2 separate regions of the Sus scrofa genome follow, and region 1 is linked to region 2. Evidence: chromatin contacts called from public Hi-C data. All regions are on one chromosome and are shown on one strand. Each heading gives the region's core, a stretch centred on a gene start, on an enhancer-like site or on the middle of the called end of the contact. The rest is flanking DNA. Distances are from core to core; before and after follow the strand shown. Region 1 holds the start of CCT6B (T-complex protein 1 subunit zeta-2). Region 2 holds the start of RFFL (E3 ubiquitin-protein ligase rififylin).

Evidence for each region. A called contact is a pair of places that touch in the nucleus more often than the background predicts.
Region 1: a contact with region 2 is called in a Hi-C map of mesenteric adipose tissue, with 2.3 times the contacts expected there. The contact joins the promoter of CCT6B here to the promoter of RFFL in region 2. A contact is called at or near these places in 1 of 5 promoter capture datasets (liver), 6 of 47 Hi-C or Micro-C datasets (embryonic fibroblasts, heart right ventricle, liver and 3 more) and 2 of 2 datasets of contacts at active chromatin or transcription factors (alveolar macrophages and skeletal muscle).

Annotation. Positions count from the first base shown.
Region 1 is chr12:40,203,793-40,206,492 of Sscrofa11.1, forward strand. CCT6B (T-complex protein 1 subunit zeta-2) reads left to right here and starts at 1,330. Exons shown (of 14, transcript XM_005674603.3): 1 at 1,330-1,566. The coding sequence starts at 1,430. It also overlaps a transcript of LIG3 not described here.
Region 2 is chr12:40,073,673-40,076,526 of Sscrofa11.1, forward strand. It overlaps RFFL (E3 ubiquitin-protein ligase rififylin), which reads left to right and starts at 1,587. Exons shown (of 6, transcript XM_013981148.2): 1 at 1,587-1,840.

The DNA.
Region 1 (2,700 bases), core at 80-2,579, 130 kb after region 2:
GTTTTCCAAAGCGGTATCTTCACAGGCTCCTTGTATCTCAACAACCCAGTTAGGTCACCAAATCTCTAGGCATGGAGTAAACGTTACATTGAGAGACGGCACTTTTTATACAATCGTAGAGGGTGTAGAAATCTTGCGTCTGTGAAATCCTATAACAAAGCCCCTTTCACCCGCCAATCCTGAGACAATAAATCCTGTAGCTCTCCCTCATCATCGCTGTCAACATTCTCCTCTTCCTTTTTCTGCAATTCTTTAATGGTCAGCACCTCTTTAAGCTTATTTTTTATTTCATCCTGGCGATTCCGCAGCTTTTCCACCCGACGGTAGCACTCTATCTGCTCATCGATCTCTCCAATCTGCCGGTCCAACCGTCCCTCCTCATCCTCTTCAGCAACTATGGCTTCGGAAATAGTGTTCACCTGTCTCATGGCTTTTTGAAATTCGTCCCACTCTTTGTCCATCTGATCCTTTGGGGCGTCAACCTTTCGTACCCTCGCATCTATCTCAGGGTCGTCAAAAAACCCTTCCGGTAATGCTTCGGCAGTGTTTTCTCTCCTTTCCACTACTTTTTCATGTATCTCTGCTTTCTCAATTGACCCCGAATGAGGAATTAAAGGGGCCTTGGGAGGATTTGTATCTGAAAAGCCGCTTGGCAGCCGACTACCACTTGCCTCCCGCGAGGAGGGAAGTGAGTGTTCCTTGCTCGGTACGTTGGACGGCTGCTTACTGGCATCCCCTTTCTTCCCTTCTCCTCCTCCTCCCTGCCCCTCTTCCTCCTCCTCCTCTTCCTCATCTTCATAATCAGGGAGTAAACCGAGTCCCGAAGACTTACTGAGGGTCGTTCTAGTGGATTCCTTTCCGGTTTTGTCAAAGTTGGTGGGCAAGGCGGAAGTGGAGGGCTGTACCTGAGGCACCGGAGAGGCCTTCACTCTTTTGGCATCTTGGCTCTCTGCATCTGGTGCCTTCCTCTTGGCGGACGGACCCTGGGTGGCCTCCTTCGCGCCTTTCAGCTCGGCCACTTTCTCTCGGTGCTGCTTTCCGAGGACGTGAGTCTGCCACAGGAGCTCGCTCTTAACCGGGGTGTTACACAGGGCACAACTCAGCTGCCCCAAACGGTTGTACTTCGCGAATGGAGATTCTATCCGTTTTCGGTTGGTGCTCAGACGCTGCTTCTCTTTCATCAACCTCCGCAATTCGTCCTGATTCACCACTCGCTTCCCGGCCGAAGGCCGAGCAGACGCGGAGGACGCCATCTTCGCGGCCGGACCCGAGGCGATTCTGGCTTCCGTCCCGGCGATGCCTGATAACGTCACTTCCTGTTGGATCGCGGGTTGGCTGAGGCTCCGGAGCGTGGGCCGTGGCGCACGGGTTTCCCTCAGACTCGAGGCAGAGGCAGCTTTTGTTGGCGTGTACGCTGCTGCAGGTGGCCATGGCCGCGATAAAGGCCGTAAACGCCAAAGCTGAGGTGGCGCGGGCACAGGCAGCTTTAGCTGTCAATATATGCGCCGCCCGAGGGCTGCAGGATGTGCTGCGGACCAACTTAGGCCCTAAGGGCACCATGAAAATGTGAGGCGGCGGTTGGAGCGGCGGTTAGGGCGTTGGGGATTTGTTGGGTGTCGCGACGCGCTCTGCGTTGGACGTTCCGCGAAGAGATTGGAGCGATGTGCACGCGCTTGTGGGCCTGTTTTCCCTCGTTCGGCATTTCTGCCTTGAGCTGTCTAGCCTGGCGGAGAAGAACTTTTCCCCGAGGAAAGGGCCCTCTAGTGAAGCTGTCATACCTACCCCCTTCCTGCCCCCCAACTTGTTGTTGAGGTTCATATGCAACTAGAAAGTTAGTTCATTTAGTGTCTCATATGAAACATAGGCCCTCTAACTCCCCTGTTCTTTATTATGCCCTTAGTTTGGATTTTGTTTGGCATTGTGTTGTAGTGGAGACGGCATGGGCTTTAGAGCCTGGCAGGCTTGGGTTCGGATCCAAGTTCCCCTTCTAGCTATGCAAGATCAAGTTCTGTCAATTTTGGCTGTGAGTCCTTGAGCAAGTTGTACGCTCTGTACCAGCGCTTCATCATAGCCATCCTTTGAGCCTGTGTTTACCTAGGACCGGTATTTAGAAGAGAGAGAAAGTGACTGGTGAGGGAAAAAAGGTGTAAGAGGAGAGAGGTACAGTTTCAGAGGAATGAGCAAAATAAAATTAGCGGTGAAAGAGGGCATTTATTCTAACTGGGATGCTGGGAATGAGATGTTTAAGACACGGTTTCTGATCTTAAGGAGTTCTAGTAGAGATGAATGTGCTAAATATATATATGGGAAGGGACTGATTACTGATGGCAGAAGGGAAAAGGAAAAGCTTCTCAAATAACAGGATTTTTCATCAGAGTCCTGCAAGATGAGTTAAGAGTTCACAGGTTGGGGAAGGGAGTAAAGGCCTTCTAGATAGAATAACTTCAGGAACAAGAAAGCCCAGTGGTGTAGATCCAACAGAAACAAAACTGAACATGTTATGTTAAGGGAACCACAAGATTTTCCCACAAGATCTCATTTGGTAGAAGAGGTAGTGAAAAATAGACATTATCCAGACTGGGAAAGGTAAACTATATCATTGCTAAATAGTTTGGATTTTACCTTGAAGGTGATGGAGAACATGAAAATTATGGTAGGGGTGTTTGTTTTGTTTTGTTTTGGCCTCACCCAGTGGCATGT
Region 2 (2,854 bases), core at 337-2,836:
AGTGTTTCCATGCATTTCCAGTGGGGGAAAGACCTGGTTTCAAATTCCAGTTCGTCCTTTTCCTAACCTTATGGCTTTGGGTAAATTAATTCCTTCCAGCTTTCCTTCCGCTTCCTGCCTCCTTCCTCCCTTCCTCTCTCTCTTTCTTTTATTTTAGGGCCGCACCAGCGGCATATGGAGTTCCCAGGCTACGGGTGGAATCGCAGCTGTAGCTGCCAGCCTATGCCACAGCCACAGCCCTGTTAGATCCAAGCTGTGTCTGTGACCTACACTGCAGCTCACGGCAATGCCGGATCCTTAACCCACTGAGCGAGGTCAGGGATCAAACCTGTGTCCTCATGGATACTAGTCAGATTTGTTTCCGCTGAGCCACGACAGGAACTCCCTGGGTAAATTTCTTACCACACAGATCTTCATTAATTTGCTGGGCTGTGAAGGTTGGAAATAATACTTGTAAAGTGACAGAGTGTGCATGTATAAACGATATTGATTTTAACTCACTTTTCCCTGTGATAGTCCTTATCTTAGCCCATACTGGTTATTGATCCCCCCCCCATGCAACCCTGGTGCTTTATGGTTAATTAAGGACTTCTATATTTATTAGCTTATTTAATCCTCATATAAACCTGCCTCACACAACCATACCAGTTTCTTCAGGGAGGAGGAACAAGTTCAGAAGGGTTGAATACCTGCCAAAATGTACACAGCAGCTAATGAATGGCCGAGGTGCACTCCTCCTCTCAGTCATCTTCATTCCATCAGGGCCTTCCTCTGAGCAGTTTCCTCTCTTTTTTTTTATTTTTATTTTTCTGCTTTTTAGGGCCGCACCCATGGCATATGGAAGTTCCCAGGCTAGGGATCAAATCAGAGCTGCAGCTGCCAGCCTACCCCACAGCCACAGCAAGGGCAGGAACTGAGCTGCGTCTGGACCTACACCACAGCTCTTGGCAACGCTGGATCCTTAACCCACTCAGCAAGGTCAGAGATTGAATCTGCATCCTCACGGATACTTGGCAGTTTGTAACCCGCTGAGCCACTAAGGGAACGCCGCCCCCCCCTTTTCCTCACTTTCTTAATGTACAAAGAGCTAACCCTTGGGGCTTAGGCTGGAAAATTCTAGAGGTGCCATAGAGTGAGCAGGACAAACATGGGTCTTGCTGTCCCCAGATCTGCCTTGTAATACCTTCCAGCTATGGGACCTTGAATGAGCTAGTGAACCCTGAGGGTCCTGGGTTTCTTCCACTGTATGTTGGGGACCATCACCTGCGGATAGCCATTGCAGTGAGGAACGATGGAATATGCAAGCGAGGCAACTTTCAAACTTTTATTATGAAACCAGTTCTGAAATGTTATGGGACTCGCTCAGGGTCCCCAAGCTGGACCGTGTACCTGGACCTTTCAGCTACTCGTGCAGAGTGCAGTGTGACCAAAGCAACAGGGACAGCTGAGGCCCCGACCTGGAGGGCCCGGCCTCTGGCGGCCTAGGCTCCGCCAGGGGGCGCTCGCGAAGGCCACGCTCTAGCCCGCCGCGCGCCTCGCCCCTCTCTATGGTGGCTCGGGCGCGCCAGGAGCGGAGGCGCGCTCCCGAGGGGGGGCGGGGCCGCGCCGGGGGTGGGGCCGCGCGAGGGGCGGGAGCGACCGGGCCGGGCGGCCGGGAATAGGTGGGGGGGCAACTTCCTGGGGCCGCCCGTGAGGATGTCGCGACTGCCCCCCGGTGCCCCTCAGCCCCGGAGACGCGGCCGCGGCGGAGCCCGCAGCCCCCCTGCCTGAGGCGTCTGCGGCCCGGATCCGGCCCCTCCCCTCCCCTCCCAGGTGCGGGCCGGACAGGCGGCCTCGGCAGGTGAGGAGGCGGTGGGGCTGGGATTCGCGGTGCGCCCGGTCTGGGGTGGGGTCCTGCGTGAGGCCGGGGTGGGGGCCGCTGCTTGGCCTCGGGTCTCACCAAACTGTGGTCCGGGGGCGCCTCTTCTGTGCGGGGCGCGGCCTGGGACTCTCCCTGCCTACAGGGGATGGGGGAAGCCCTGCCTCGCTGAAAGTCTGCGCATTCAAGGTAGCCCGCACCTGTCCCATTAAAAGCCTCTTCAAAGGAAGCATTTCACCTGCGGGAGGCAGCAACTCAGACGTGTACCCTCAAATATCTCCAAATGCCCTCGCGTCGGCAGATTCAGTTGGCTTGTGGGGGAAAGATGCTGCTTTACAGCGGTGGAAACTGAGTCAGGTACCGGGCGGCCTGCGTCTTCATTTAAAGGAACTAGCCTGACCCTGCTTCTTGGTGCGGGAGCCCTGCGAGCATCGTGGAAGGAGGCGGCTGGAGTTTGGAGGCTTGATGGAGAAGTTTGGGGATGTGGTTCTCTCCTCTTAGAGGAGTCCCCCGCCCCGCCCAGGGTCCTGTGGTCCCTCTTCTGGGAGTTGTCTTCTGTTCATTTGAGGTAGTGTGTGTGAGGTCGCCAGTAGCTAAGATGCAGAGGGAAGTGGGGCCTCTCTGCAGCTGGCTGCCCATGAGACATTTGACCAGGCACGGGGCAGTATGCTAGACCCGGGGTGCCAGAGCGTCGCAGGCTTCTCTCTGCTCAGAGCTTGACTTCAGGCTGGCAGAAGATAGAAACCACAGTATATTTTCACGCCTTTTTGTTGGTCTGTCATTTGCTCTAGGGGAAAGCCTGCTTGTGTAATCAGGGAAGAGGGTACCATGTTCTCCCAGCCTACCCCAGGGAAGAAGAGTTGTCAGCTTGGAAATAAGGCTTTACCCACAATTGCCGCTTTGCACCCCGGCTAAAGGCCACAGTAGCCTGGAGCACAAACATCCCCAGGTCCGTGTGGCCTTCTAAGGAAGTAAGTTCCTCCCTTTCACAGGTGG